Regions from separate parts of the Sus scrofa genome. Here region 2 is linked to region 1. A link is a contact called in public HiChIP or PLAC-seq data. All regions are on one chromosome and are shown on one strand. The core of a region is the stretch at or near the end of the contact, and the rest is flanking DNA. Distances in the headings are between cores, read along the strand shown. Region 1 holds the start of CHRNA1 (acetylcholine receptor subunit alpha). Region 2 holds the start of ATF2 (cyclic AMP-dependent transcription factor ATF-2).

Region 1 (7,483 bases), core at 2,637-5,136:
ACACTCTTCTACATGCTTTATATACACTAACCCTTTCCATCCTTATACTGGGCGTGCTGTGTACTATCTTTGTCCTCACTCTACAGTTGAGGACATTGAGGTCCAGATTTCATAAATGGTAGAGCCAGGATTTAAACCCATGCTCTGAACCACTTTTGCTCATCCAGAACCTCAGATCAGCTTGAAATTACCAATGCTATGCAATAAGCAGAAACATTTTCATCTTACCAAAATATGTGTTTTCATTAGTCTGCAGAGCTTTATTAAAGGCACTTATTTGCTTTGCCTTATTGAATCCTTATAAAAATCCTGTGAGGTATGTCTTTCCTCCTACTTTACAAATGGAAAACTGAGGTCCAGAGAGCTGAGCAGTGTATTCCCAGCTCCCAGCTAGTCAGAGGTGGGGATTATAAACGGGGGCAGTCTAATCCCACGGCTGCGTTTTTACCACCTCCCTAAAGCCAAAGGTATCGTGTCCATTCAGATTTTTGAAGCTCAAATGTCTTCATTATGACCTTCCTGGACTCGATGTATGGAACCCTTACCTAGCTTCCCTCTTCATTTCTAGTTTCCCAAATTTTCTGAACCCTAAAGTATCCATACAGAGCGTTCATGGGGCATTTCTCCCAAACCACCTGCATCTGAGGATGCTTGGGGGATCATGTTGTCCAAAGAGCCCCACTTTTTGTGGTCACCGCACTGAGCTCCTGGGATGCAGCCATCCTCTGACCCCCCTGCCTTGTCGATCCCGGGCCCCACCCAGCCTGCAGTGGAGCAGGGGAGACTGGGATGGATCACTGAGTGGCTTGGCCACCAGGTTGGAGGTTATTGCTTTGGCTGCATTGCCCTGGGTTGCTTATTTTTTAAGTGGTGGTTTATGTTTGACAGAAAGAACATACAAGAATGCAATGGACAGAGCAGATGGTCAGCATCAAGTAGCAGGAAAACAATGGAGGTCAACCCTACAGTCCAAGGGGGAGAAAAGAGGACTGGGGACCCAGGCATGGTCAGCATTCCAGGGACATGCACTTCCTCCTCTCCACCCTGCCAAGGACAGGGGGCCTCATGCCTTCTGTGAGGAATTTCAGAGGTCTCCACTCCTTAGATCATGTTCCTTGGTATGCTTTTCTTTTTTTTTTTTTAAGGTTTTTATTTTTTTCTGTTACGATTGATTTACATTGTTCTGTCAATTTCTGCTATACAGAAAAGTGACCCAGTCATTCATATATATATATATATATATATTCACACACACACACACACATATATATATATTATTTTTCTCACATTTTCCCCATCATGTTCCATCATAAGTAACTAGATATAGTTCCCTGTGTTATACAGCAGGATCTCATTGCTTATCCATTCCAAATGCAATAGTTTGCCTCTGCTAACCCCAAACTCCCAGTCCATCCCACTCCCTCCCCCTTGGCAACCACAAGTCTGTTCTCCAAGTGCATGAGTCAGTTTCTTTTTTTGTAGAAAGGTTCATTTGTGCCACGTATTAGATTCCAGATATAAATGATATCATATGGTATTTGTCTTTCTTCTTCTGACTTACTTCACTTAGTATGAGAGTCTCTAGTTCCATCCATGTTGCTGCAAATGGCATTATTTTTTCTTTTTAACGGCTGAATAGTATTCCATCATGTGTATAGGTATCCTTTCCTTTTTTCCTCCCCAAAGCCAGGTAGAGTGGTCAAAAACTTATAGGACTTGAAGTCAGAATTCTAGGATTTTGTTCCCAACTCTAATATGGTCTGCAGAGTTGGACCAGTTCTTCATGGATTCAATAAATCACAGAAAATACTTTTTTAAAAGGCAGGATATAAATTAACAACCATATAGACAAAAACATAAACAATGTCAAAGTCTCCCTTTTCAGCAAAATCATGTTGGTTATCCTTATTCAGATGGTGATAACTCACTCACATAGTTGCTGAACATTGGCTGTGTGCAAAGTTTGTTTTAAGAACAAAGTTTCTTTAAGGTTTTCAAATGTGAATCTGACACAAATCCTGTCCTTCTACCCTCATGGACATTGACACTTGTCATTTATGTACATAGCTGTGAACGAGTTGGAAAGTAACATGCCACAAGAAAGGTGGCAATGAAGTGCTTGGGATTTCTGAGCTGGAAGAGAGAGGCAGGTTGCAATGAAAGTGCTATGGCAATAGGACAGGGATCTTTATGTGTTAAGCTAACATTCCCTGATGCGAATGAGAATTTTGCCCACAAAGGACTGATTCCAAGTAGGGGAACCCAGCCACAATTTCAAAGTGTTCTTTTGTACCATAATGGTTCAGTCTGAATTTTTATGCAGGGAACAGCCTCCTGATTGGGCAAAAGGACTTCTGTCCTGTTAACAGTCACCTTGGGTAATTCTTATCTCAATCTTGCTACCTTTGCAATTTCGGGCTGTGTTTTCTGACTGTGCATATCACAAATGGAGTCTGATCACATTCCAAAGTCTATAAATTAAGTGACTTCAGGCAGGGCAGTTCATGTCTTTAGGTTCTATTTCCTTATAGTAAATAACTAAAGATATTGGATTGCTTCACTCGCTCAAAACTTCTGTGAACCATCTATATGAAAAGACACCAGAGAACCCTAGGCTTTATCTAAATACATATCACATACTGTAAAAATATCTAAACATGCATTTTTGGAGGTCTTTGGTGTCCTAAGAGATCTCTTAAGGATTTTTACATGTAAATATATCACTCAAGAATATCTATTGAGTGTACTGTTTATGAACACAACACACACACACTCACACATACACTCACATACCCTACACACACCCTCATCACCACCAGGCCAGTGTCAGTTGGATCCAGTCCAAATCCCACAGGATATAATTTATCAGAGTTTAGGCTATTCCCCTCAACTCTGTTATTGAAAAAACATTAATAATAAAGCTCATCACTGCTTTCGCCCGGAAGACCTGTGTTTGTCAGAGCAATATTAGAGAAGAGAAATCCACAGAACATCAGCCGCCTTGTTTCTCAGTTGTGCTGATATCACCAGTAAACTTTTACATGAAGCAATCTATCTATTTCCCCTTACCGGAAGTTTGGGATTCAGGCTAGGGTTTCAGCTGCTGTGTTGTGACACATTTCAGAGTTGAATGCAGGTCAAGGGCTGTGTAAGTTTTTATGGTTTCAATCCAAAGCCAAACCTACACACAGTCATGTCCTTTTTTTAAAAAAAAAAAAAAAAAGTAGGCAGGAATGCATTCCTATGGACTTTTTAACTTCAGAAAAGAAAATATTTCAGCTCTCATGGAGAGCGTTTAGTTACAGTCATGAATAGGTTTCTCCCTCCGGCATGTGGAGCTGTCAATCAATTGACTTCATTTTCAAAATTCTCCTAGAGCCATAAAAGGATTTCTGAACCATTTTGCTTGTGATTGTAAGTTGCCTTTCTAAGTCTTTATAATTGGTCAAACACGACCACAGCTCCTGCTGAATCTAATGATATGAGTGACTTGGATGCCGGTCTGATGAAGGGAGAGACTTGCATGTCTACATTGTAGCTCTTGACCAGGCAGCTCCAAATTTGACCAAATAACCCCAACTAAAAACCTTTATCCACAAACCCAGTCAAACCAACATCGGTGAGAAACTGACAGAGCCACCTCAGGCTGGGGAAGCCCTGCAATTTTGTGTTCCCATCAAAGATGCAAGACTCTGGTTTGGGGGCTTCTAGTGCTTTAGCCTCAAAGGAGCGCCCCCAGCCCTGGCCCTTACCTGAGCAGAGGCTGAGGAGCAGGAGGAGTGCCGGGGGCTCCATGAGCTGGTGGCGAAGTGGTGGCCTGTGCTGCTCGCTGACACTCTGGCCGGACACTTGGCTGCTGGAGGGTTTGGAAAGTGAGTTGGCTCAGCCGAGCTATTGTTTTACACCACCTGTTTGTAGCTGTGACAGCTGGACTGCCCGGAGCCCTGGAGCCAGGGGCTGAGGTCCTTACATTACCACAGGGTGTTCCCTTCACATAACTGCTGTACCTTTGACAAGTTGAGTGTGAACTGCACTGTGTTTTAAAAGCACCATGAATCCAGTCTTGATTTAAAGTAAAACCAAATTTTTTTTTTTTTTTTGTCTTTTAGGGCCACACTGGCGGCACATGGGAGTTTCCAGGCTAGAGAATGAATGAGGACCTGTAATTGCCAGCCTATGCCACAGCCACAGCAATGCTGGATCCTTAACCCACCGATCAAGGCCAGGGATCGAACCCACAACCTCATGATTCCTAGTTGGATTTGTTAACCACTGTGCCACAACAGGAACTCCAAGAATGAATTATTTTGAATGGTGAGCAACCCCCTCCCTTTTGTGTAAAGCAGAACCTCATCTGTGTGGATTAGTCAGGGTCACTCAGTCTGAGTGGATCATCAGCTGTGTGTGTGAGACACTGGTCATCCTAAAGCACAAAAGTCCACATTCTACAAAAAGGAAAATTTACTCACTTTGCTTCCCCCTTGGCTGAGAAATGCCTGGGGTTTTTGTAACAGAATGAATGGCTTTGAGAAGAGTGTAGTTGGTGCTGAAAGGGCTGCTGGAGAGAATTCCATGTCTGATCGGGTTTGGTTTTAAACCACGGCAGCTTCTTCCATAAAACTGGTTTTATGGTGGCCCCTGGAGTGGCTGTTCCAACCCTCATCTCTGTATTGGCAATACCTATCCCATGGTGCCCCATTAGCTGCAGCAAACAGCCCACCTCCCACGTCCTGTTATTCAAGTGAAAAGTAATTAATGGGAAAAGTGTCCCAGCGCATAAGCGCTGTTCCAGGCTCCTACTTCCTTCCATTGCTCCTCTGCCTACTCTCACTCAGGGAAGCAGGGAACGGGGGGTTCAGCTTTTCAGTTGCTTTGTCTAAAAAAGTCCCCAATGCCAGCAGTTAGTAATTGCTCAGCCTGAGAAGTATTTTTCACCAAAACAGGGAAAAGAGCAGTTATTTAAAGACACCCAGCCTGTTCCTTCCTCACTTCCTTCTCAGCCTGAATCAAAGGAGGAAGGTCCCTCACTGCAAGCCCGAGAACGGCGTCCTGGCCAATTCCCTTATTCCTGTGAGTCCAAGAAACAATTAGGGAGAGGGCTTGGAGTGTGGTGGAGAGAGATGGAGTCTGCATGATTTATACACTTTTTGCTTTAAATTCTGGGAGATCCCTAACTGTCTATGGGGGAAAAAAAGGTTTTCTCCCTTCTTGGCATAGCACTGTGAGTGCAAAGGCAGGAATACCTCCTGCCACCTTGCCCCTTATATCTAGATGGAGCCATGGATCAAGTTCTAGAAAATGAAATGTAAGGGAAATTTTATGAGCCCATTCTCCCATTGCAGCCTCATCTCTGACTGACTGGGCTGCGTGGACATGACTCTTAGGGTGACCTTGGAAACCACATGTGGTAGGGGGCTTTCCTTTGGACATCCTGAACTTTTTTTTTGTAATATTACTCAATGAATTGATTATATTTATAGTTGTACAAGGATCATCACAACCCAATTTTATAGCATTTCCATCTCAAACCCCCAGTGCATCCCCTCCACCCCCCAACCTCTCTCCTTTGGAAACCAAAGTTTTTCAAAGTCTGTGAGTCAGTATGTGTTCTGCAGAGAAGTTCATTGTGGACATTCTGAATTCTTGAATGACTTGAGGGAGGAGGGCACCCCACTGGCATGGTCATCACCCAGATTTTATGAGCGAGAACAACACTTTTACTGTGTCAAGCCATTGAAATCCTTGGGCCTATTTGTACAGCAGCTAGTGTTATCGTTATTCATACAAAATTTACTCCCTTGCACTGGGGATCCTGAAATATGTAGCACAGTGGAGGAAGGGCAATAAAATTGCTATTGGAGACTGAAAAGATGAAGATAATATCAAATTACTTAATAAAAGCATTGTCCTTGATTACTTCATGAGCAAAGTATCTAACAAGCCTCTAGAAGAGGCTGGAAAACACAAAGCCAGTGTTAGTTCCTATTGGCTTTGCTTAGCAAGTCTGCGCAAGGAAGAGTCAAGCTCAAACAACAAGTGGCTGGTTCAAGAACAAAACTGAAAGGGAATAGAATGTGCCCAGAAATCTAGAGCCTTCTGCTTTGAACCCTAAGAGTAAGTGGTAACACAGAAAAAAAGGCTTTCAGCAACAAAAGCTGGTTAGCCTTAAGAGCCATTTAAGGCTGCTCGCTTTATGCTCAGGCCCATTTTCCCCCCTAGAGGCTTCAAGATGGTTTCCATTAAGTGGGAAGAAAGAAGCATTAGGGGTTCAGATGCAAAGACGTAAATCAGGCTTGAGAATTATGTCTGATAAAGAACCCTAGGTGTGCATACTGGCACATGAAAATGACTGCAAAGAAGTATTTCAGAAGCTTACTAAATATCTGGAGGAATTGTATGGCCAAAGAACTCAGACTGCAAAGCTTTGGTTGCTCAAGACTTGAATTCAGTCCTTGGGTGGATGAAACGCATGGCAGAAAGGCTACAGCACCTGCAGTGTCCACCAGAGGGCGCTATCCATACCACTCACCTCACAGGTAGCCTTGGACTTCATGGAGGAGGAAGAACCCGGCGAGGAGCACATCCTGAGGGCCACTGAGCGCTATGAACAAGGGAGTTCTGCCAAAAGAGCAAAATCAGAGATGAACCAAAGAATCCTTGCAGACTCTCTTGGTGCCCAGTCACGTCCCCTTGGCTTTCGCCTTGACTCAGAGAAATCTGCTGACTGCCCACACCTGCGACCCTCCACCTGAGGGTTTTTCCTTTTATTCCTTATCTGAGGGAACACAGGGATACCCTGCAAATGCAAGAGAGTTAATGCCCCTCCGAAACAGCCCTCAACCACTGTCAGAGGCGAAATCTCCCACCCCCCCCCCTTGGAAGCTGAGGCACACTCAGTGGGTTAAGGATCCAGTGTTGCCATGAGCTGTGGCGTAGAGATTTCCTAAAGGATTGGACTTGGATGCAAAAGAAAGAGAGATGCCGCTTGGATTGTCTCGCTGTGGTGTAGGCCTCAGGTGCAGCTCCAATTGGACCCCTAGCCTGGGAACTTCCATATGCTGCAGGTGCAACCATGAAAAGGAAAAAAAAATGTATATGTTTAATAAGTGAATTGTTTAGTAGTATCTTAGGAGGAGGAAAAGACTATGGAAAAAGGAGAAAGTAGAGCAGGGTAAAGAGGATCAGGACAACTGGAGAGGGGACTGCAATCATAAAGGTCCCCAGGTTGGAGGGTGTGTTTCACTGAAGATGCATTTGAGCAAAGACTGAAGGAGCACAGATAACTGTGGGATGAGGATTCCAGGCAGAGTGAGCAGCAGTAGAGGTCCCCCAGGGGAATGGGCCTGGTGTGCTGAAGTCAGAGCAAAGAGGCCAGCTGGCTGGAGGGTGAGTGATGGGGAGCCGCCTAGAGGAGCCCCAGGGGTGGGGGACGCAGCACACCCTCTAGACGTTTATTCTGTGCGAGATGTGAGATGTGGAGACT
Region 2 (7,483 bases), core at 1,874-4,373, 380 kb after region 1:
ATCATTACTACCTCATCAGTAAAAGTTACAATAACACGCAGAATTTTAGATCAGTATTTAGCCTCAAGGAAAAGGTGGGAATATTTGATAAACACATAAATGTTCTAGATTAAACTACTGACTACAACAATACAAATTTATTTACAGTACATTTTAATTTACTGTGCCCACACCTCAGTGTACAGAAGTTCCCTGGGCCAGGGGTGGAATCTGAGCAGCAGCTGTGACCTACACCACAGCTTTGGCAATGCCACATCCTGAACCCACTGAACCACAGTGGGAATTCCATAGTACACTTTTAATTAAAGAACAGCATAACAAATACTTTATTAATTTAAAAAAAATAATTGTTATTCAGTGGAGATGAGAGTTTCTGGTGAAAATCTGGTTTAAAATAGGGAGACTTCAACTACTTTACCTTTTCTAAGGACATTAAACTAGGAATATCAAAGAAAAAGAGGTGCCAGCTTATAGGCTTATTTCATATTGGAAGGAAGAGCCTGAAGACAAAATGAATGGAAACAGCATGTATGGTGAGATTATTTACTGGATCTAACAATTTAATCTACCAGCAGAAGATATACAAATCATTAAATCCCAACTTTTCCAAAATACAAAAATTTAGGTAGAAAAACTTTATAGATGATTTCTTCAGAGTTAATGTTAATTACAGGGAGTAGAAGTTTGATGTAAAGCATATCTTTTTAAAATGATATTCATATAGGAGTTCCCGTCGTGGCACAGTGGTTTACGAATCCGACTAGGAACCATGAGGTTTCGGGTTCGGTTCCTGCCCTTGCTCAGTGGGTTAACGATCTGGCGTTGTTGTGAGCTGTGTGTGGTGTAGGTTGCAGATGTGGCTTGGATCCTGCGTTGCTGTGGCTCTGGCATAGGCCAGCGGCTTCAGCTCCGATTAGACCCCGAGCCTGGGAACCTCCATGTGCCGGGGGAGCGGTCCTAGCAAAGGCAAAAAGACAAAAAAAAAAAATGATATTCATATAGTCTCTAAATCCTGAATACCAATAAAAAGCACCACTTCAAATTATTTCTTAAAGAGCTGACAATCACTTCTGTTAATCTCAGTTTAAAAATATGAAACATATACTCTAAGTAAAAAAGTAAATGCAGGAATTTCTGGATTGCACATTTAATAAATATAGTGCCCCAAATACTAAATAAACATTCTAATAAGGTATTTCAAAAAACAAATTCCAGAAAATACAATCAAATCTACAGAAGGCATGTATCTTACAACACACAAAAGTCCCTGAAAGCCCCTTCCTTACTGACAACTAAAAACCAAACACCTGTGTTCTAAACTACCACTCTATTACACTTTAAATAACTAAAACTTAATGGCAGTAGCATTCTCTCAAAACAAGATTAAACATGTTTCTTAGGAAAGCAGCACACACTGCATTTGGAATATTCATACAAATTATTTTACAAAGATTAGAATTAAATTATTAATGACCTTAAAGATCCATGAACGTAATTGCTTCGTGATCTGAAGAAGGGCATCTCTATTTTTGAACATACTGTACAATGATGTTCCTGTAGTTTTGAAAACAGTGCTTACAGCGGATTCTTCAAGTCAGTGTAATAAATTTAAATTCAATTACAAAATATAATTGCTATTGTATTTGTCTTCCAGGGCACTTAACCCTGTAGGGATGACTTTTTAACAAGCTTCTCACCTTCATAGTTTTGGATATAGGCTTTAAGATTGTGCCTAGAAAGGTGATTACTGACAATGGTTATAGATTTCTTCACATAGGACAAAAAGTGTGCCCAAAGGAACCGGTTTTTCCTGATTTCAAACATATACATTAAATTTATTTACTGTTGCCGTCTCCAAAACTTAAAATTCCTAAGAATCTGTAACTTTTCACATAATAATTAAGGGATTAGTCACAGGCCTAAGGTTCCTCAGGAGTAATCCCTTTTACTCCACCATATTCACAGTACTTTTGCTCCTGTCCTGACCAGTTTTAAAACTTTTCATTAAGCAAAGACAATTTTATGCTACCTAAGGGAACAAAAATAGTTCCCAGCCCCTCCGCCTTCTCCCTCCTCCTAGCGTCAGTTCAACCAGCGAACACAGAAAACGCACACACACGCGCACACACACACACACACTCGGGCCCGGTCCCTAGGGCATCAATAAAAAGCACAGGTTATTCCCCTACAGAAGCTCTGCAGTCTACCCAGTAAGGTTAAAAAAAAAAAAAATGGGGGAAAATACCAGAATCAATCTGCACCCGCACCTCAGCCCCGCCCCATTGGGAAAATGCAGGGGGTGGCGAGAGTATGAAGGGGCAGAAAGGACAGAAAAGGCAGATACTTCCAGCTCCAGGTTCTTACACCATTTGTTCCACCAGCTTCCACCACAGCCAGAGACCCTGACCCTGTTTTCAGCCGCGCCTCATGATCCTGCCCCCCGCCACCACCATCACATACAGTCCCCAAACCACTGAGTGGGGAGCCCAGAGCCAGCCCTCTTCCTGTTCAATCTAAGGACTGAAGCGGGGGGTCTCCCTGCATCCTCGGCGAATCCGACGTGTGCCCCGGGACCTCTGAACTGACCAAAGAAGGGGAAGCTATATCAGGGGGAGGGGTCTAAGAGGAGCCGTTATTCTTTTCCTCTTCGTTAGGAAAGCGCGCGAGCAGGGAGGGGCCGGAACAACAAATGCCAGTTACCTAACGGTCCAGCCTGGCCGGTCCGGCTCGCGAAGCGGACGCCGCGCGGTCCGCTGAGGTGGCAGCACAGCCACAGCCGCCCCGCGGGCTAGGCACCGAGTCAGGAGCGCCCGAGGTGATGGGAAGCGGGGGGTGGGGACTATGGTGAGCGACGTCGCCATATTAGTGCCTTCTTTCTCCGTATCCCTACAGTCTGCAGTCCTGCAGCCCTCTCCCCATCACCACTCACCTTTCCAAGTCACTAGTTCATGCTTCTTTCAGTGGCTGAGAATACCCGAGCTCAGCGGTGTTTACCAACCACCCCAGGAGGAAAGGGCTGAACCACACTTTAAAGGCCACGGGCTCCCACAGGCTTCCGTCCTCTCTCGCGAGATCGGACTGACAACCCTTCTCTCCGCCCCACTCCCGGCATCCCTCCTTTCTTCTCATGCCCCTCCCCTCCACGCACACGCCCCTTCTTGCTTTCCTTCAGACCAAGCGCCTCCGGGTCAGGTGGTTCCGTGAGGCGTAGGAAAAGGGGCGGGACTGCAGGAGGGCCGGGGTGAAGGGGGCGGGAGCCAAAGACTACTCGACCGCTGGCTATTGGATAAAGAGCCAGATGGGCGGGAAGCAATTCTGGACGGGGCGGGACCAGTCGAAAGAGTGTTGTCTCGGTAACCCAGGAGCTGCAGAAGGGTGATTGGCAGCTGGCTGGAGGCGGGCGCGAGACTGGGGCGCTCAGCAGGTGGCTGCTTGAGGTGGCTAGAGGAGGTTGTTGATGTGCAGGGAGGAAAGGTGAACTCTGGAAAGGCTGCAAGTAGCGGGAGAGAAAGCAGAAGAAGTCATATCCGGGAGCCTGGTATTTCCGTTGCTGTCATTTCCCGACCCTCGGGAGGAAAAAGAGTAAAGCGTAGGGAGGCGTGCACCGAAACCCACCTTCGGGCTACCGTGAAGCCTGTGGGGAGGGGGCGGAGGCAGGGGCGGGGTTCGGTTAAATTGAAGTTTAGAAGAGGCGAAGTTTGCTGGAAATTACCCCCGAGCCCCCATACACGCCTAAGGCGCGAAAGCAAAATGTCAGTTCTGAAAATAAACGAAAAAGCCTTTACTATGAACGGCTTTTGTTCGAATTTACTAAGTTGTAGCTGAAACTGATTGCTCCGGCTCAAAGCGCCCAGCACCGGTGTATGATATTGGCATACAAATATATTCTAAGTAACTTACTAAAAGGAAATATTGTGGCCTTCTACCATGTCTCCATAACTTAAAACAATGGAAGGACTTGTTAATAAGAAAAAATCCTCCATGTTATGGTGTACCTTGTTTTATCAGTTTACTTACTATAGATAAAAATAGATCAATTTTAGTAGCGATAATTTCAAACCTTTAAAACCTCAAAACTCCGTATTAATATTTTAGAGAGGACCAAATGACACCAAATTAGAATATGGCTTAGAAATTGCACTCTTCCACAAATATTAATGCTACCGCTTAGTAGGTTGATGCAATGCCAAGGAAACAGCTGTCAGGCTCTGAAAGTACCTGTTTAAAAAGAAGGGGGGAAGAGCTCCCACCATGGCTCAGCGGTGAGGAGCCCAACTAGTATCCATGAGGACACGGTTCAGTCCCTGGCTTCGCTCAGTGGGTTAAGGATCCCTCCTTGCCATGAGCTGTGTCAGCCACTGATGTGGCTTGGATCCCGTGCAGCTGTGGATGTGGCGTAAGTCATCAGCTGCAGCTTCAATTCAACCAGTAGCCTGCGAATCTCCATATGCCATGGGTGAGGCCCTAAAAAGATAAAAAGCCGGGCGGGGGGGGGGAATCTTTTGATTAACATAAAAGACAAAAGGGACAATGTTTATTGCTCTGCAGTTGACACAGATACACTCCTAAAAACACAAATATTGATTGTTCAATAAATACACACTGGCACTGTTGAAAAGTATGATGGGGCTCCTACAAAAAGTTGCATTATTTTTTAAAAGTGTGTTTTTTTCAATGTTTTGTTTTCCATCTATTAAGTGATGATTTCTAGTCTATAACAAAATTATGAATTAAATTTACACATGAACATAAAATATAATCTCAGAGAGTTCCCTTGTGGCACAGTGGGTTAAGGCTGAGAAGTTTACGTATGAACATAAAATGCGATCTTAGGGAGTTCCCTTGTGGCACAGAGGGCTAAGAGATCCTTGTCAGTGCAGCACCTTGGGTAGGCACAGGTTCATCCCTGGAGTGGGAACTTCCACATGCCACAAGTGCAGAAAAAAAAAAAAACAAAAAAACCCCCAAAACCTCAAACATTATCTCCAAACTCAAGTGAAACTGAAATTGTTGGAAGATTGTGGGGCATAGTATTCGAGAGTTAATGAACCTGCAGTTCAATAATGATATCTGGCATAAGAGTGAAATTGTAATGGCACTGGACTTTTTATCAGGTCTGGCCTGTATACATGTGTGAGCCAATTTACCCCTTCTTTTAAAACTAATTTCAGGGAGTTCCTGTCATGGCTTGGTGGTAACAAACCTGACTAGTATCCATGAGGACACAGGTTCGATCCCTGGCCTCGCTCAGTGGGTTAAGGATCCGGCATTGCCGTGAGCTGTGGTGTAGGTCACAGACACTTCTTGGATCATGCATTGCTGTGGCTGAGATGTAGGCCAGCAGCTACAGCTCCCAATTCTACTTCTTGCCTAGGAACTTCCATATGCCACAGGTGAGGTTCCTAAAAAGCCAAAAAAAACCAAAAAAACAAAAAACAAAAACCTGAAAGGGACCAAATTATTAACACTGTTTGTCTCAAATTAAAATGAAAGTACTGTCCCTATATAATGTTAGTAATACTGTGTAGTGTTAGTGTAATGTAGCACTGATTATTAAAACCACAGCAGCTCAGGTTACTGATGATGAACATGGTGATGGACAAAATGTGCAATTGACAGATCATAAATTATTACATCTAGAACACACTCACTCACACACACATTCACCATCCCCCAAAATGCCTAGTGTGAGCAAATGAATTATAAATGTTATGGCATTCAAATTAGATAGATTAAAAAAATTATTTTCCATTCACTTATGTTTTTCTTCAGTTTTGATTCAATTTAAATTTCCCCTCATCCTTACTTCCCCAGTTTGTTGCCATTAGATAATTATTTACATGTTATTTTAAAGAAAATCTTTTAGGCGTCTTTCTAGACAAGAGAAGAATCATTTAATAATACAAATAGTACTCTGATCTGTTCTGAGAACAGTTTTGCTAATTTTCTAAAGAGAAAGTAATATCGAGAGAAAGTATAAAGGCGGTCAGGTGGAAAAAATAGGTGAAGCAAATGCAAACCTTTTAAATATGCATGTGGGCAGCCTGGCATAGCAAAGTGGCTAACTTTAATCTACATTTATCTAGTTCTACAACAGTTCTTCACTATAGCTTTTCTACAAATGGAGAAAACATTCAGTGTAGACAAAAATGAACACAGTTAATATTTTCAGTTCAGATCCCATGAACTTGTAAGCTCACTATTTATGTATATCTTCATGCTTTGCATTTCCATTTTTCTCAATTTTTCATTCAATATCTACAGCAACCCTAAAATTCTCTAGAATCTTCTCTTTACAAATGCAGAAAACTTTTTTTTTTTTTTTTTTTGTCTCTTTGCCTTTCTAGGGCCACTCCCGTGGCATATGGAGCTTCCCAGGCTAGGGGTCCAATTGGTGCTGGTCCACTGGCCTACACCAGAGCCACAGCAACTTGGGATCTGAGCCGCATCTGCAACCTACACCACAGCTCACAGCAATGCCAGATCCTTAACCCACTGAGCAACGCCAGGGATCAAACCTGCAACCTCATGGTTCCTAGTCGGATTCATTAACCACTGCACCATGACGGGAACTCCCAGAAAACTTCTTCTTGACTGCTTCTTTGTCTTACTGTTCCACATATGTTATCTACCCAACTTCTAGGAATATTAGAGTCTAGTTAACTGCTTTTAAGAACCCAGCATGACTTTTGAATAAAATTGGTATTCTTTAGATACAAGGAGAGGCTATTTGAAGAAAATTCACTTCTGTCAAAAAAAAAAAAAGAAAAAAAAGTGTCCATTACTAAATACTACAAGAAACAACAGTGGCTTCTAAACACCCTCAAAACCTTCCAAACTCCACAGAATGTAATATTTACATTGTTTATTTACATTGTCTAAACACCTTGTTTAGAAGTGTGGTTGTTAATCAATGAGTCTGTTATTGCTTATAAGAATTCTACTAGGAGTTCCTGTCAAGACTCAGTGGTTGGCAAACCCGACCAGCATCCATGAGGACTTGGGTTCGATCCCTGGCCTTGCTCAGTGGGCTAAGCATCCCACATGGCTGTGGCTGTTGTGTAGGCCGGTGGCTGCAGCTCAGATTTGACCCCTAGCCTGGGAACATCCATATGCCACTGGTGTGGCTCTAAAAGACAAAAAGACAAAAAAAAAAAAAAAAAAAAAAAAAAAAAAGAACTAGTAAAACCCTGCTAAGTATCTGTATAGAAAAAGTGAAAAGGCAAGGTTTAATTTATAAGACATAGTTTCTACTTGTTGGTAGCTAAACAAAACATGGCATACTCCCTTATGTTTGCCTTGGATTTGGGGAAAGAGTCTCTGAGTACAGTGGGATTAGATAGGATTTTGCCAGTGGGATTAGGAAGGGTGTGTGATGTACATGTGATGTGAAAGGGCTGAGGGAAGCAGGATGTAATTATCCACCTACCTGATATCTGAGAGGTGAGATGAGGAGAGCATGGCCCTCGACATCTCAGTTGAC

What was found. HiChIP or PLAC-seq counts read pairs in DNA pulled down with a chosen protein or histone mark.
Region 2: an H3K27ac HiChIP or PLAC-seq map of alveolar macrophages shows a contact between it and region 1. The contact joins the promoter of ATF2 here to the promoter of CHRNA1 in region 1. A contact is called at or near these places in 2 of 2 datasets of contacts at active chromatin or transcription factors (alveolar macrophages and skeletal muscle).

The regions. Positions count from the first base shown.
Region 1 is chr15:80,688,370-80,695,852 of Sscrofa11.1, forward strand. It overlaps CHRNA1 (acetylcholine receptor subunit alpha), which reads right to left and starts at 3,887. Exons shown (of 9, transcript XM_021075437.1): 1 at 3,753-3,887. The coding sequence starts at 3,795.
Region 2 is chr15:81,073,450-81,080,932 of Sscrofa11.1, forward strand. ATF2 (cyclic AMP-dependent transcription factor ATF-2) reads right to left here and starts at 3,124. Exons shown (of 14, transcript XM_021075925.1): 1 at 2,930-3,124.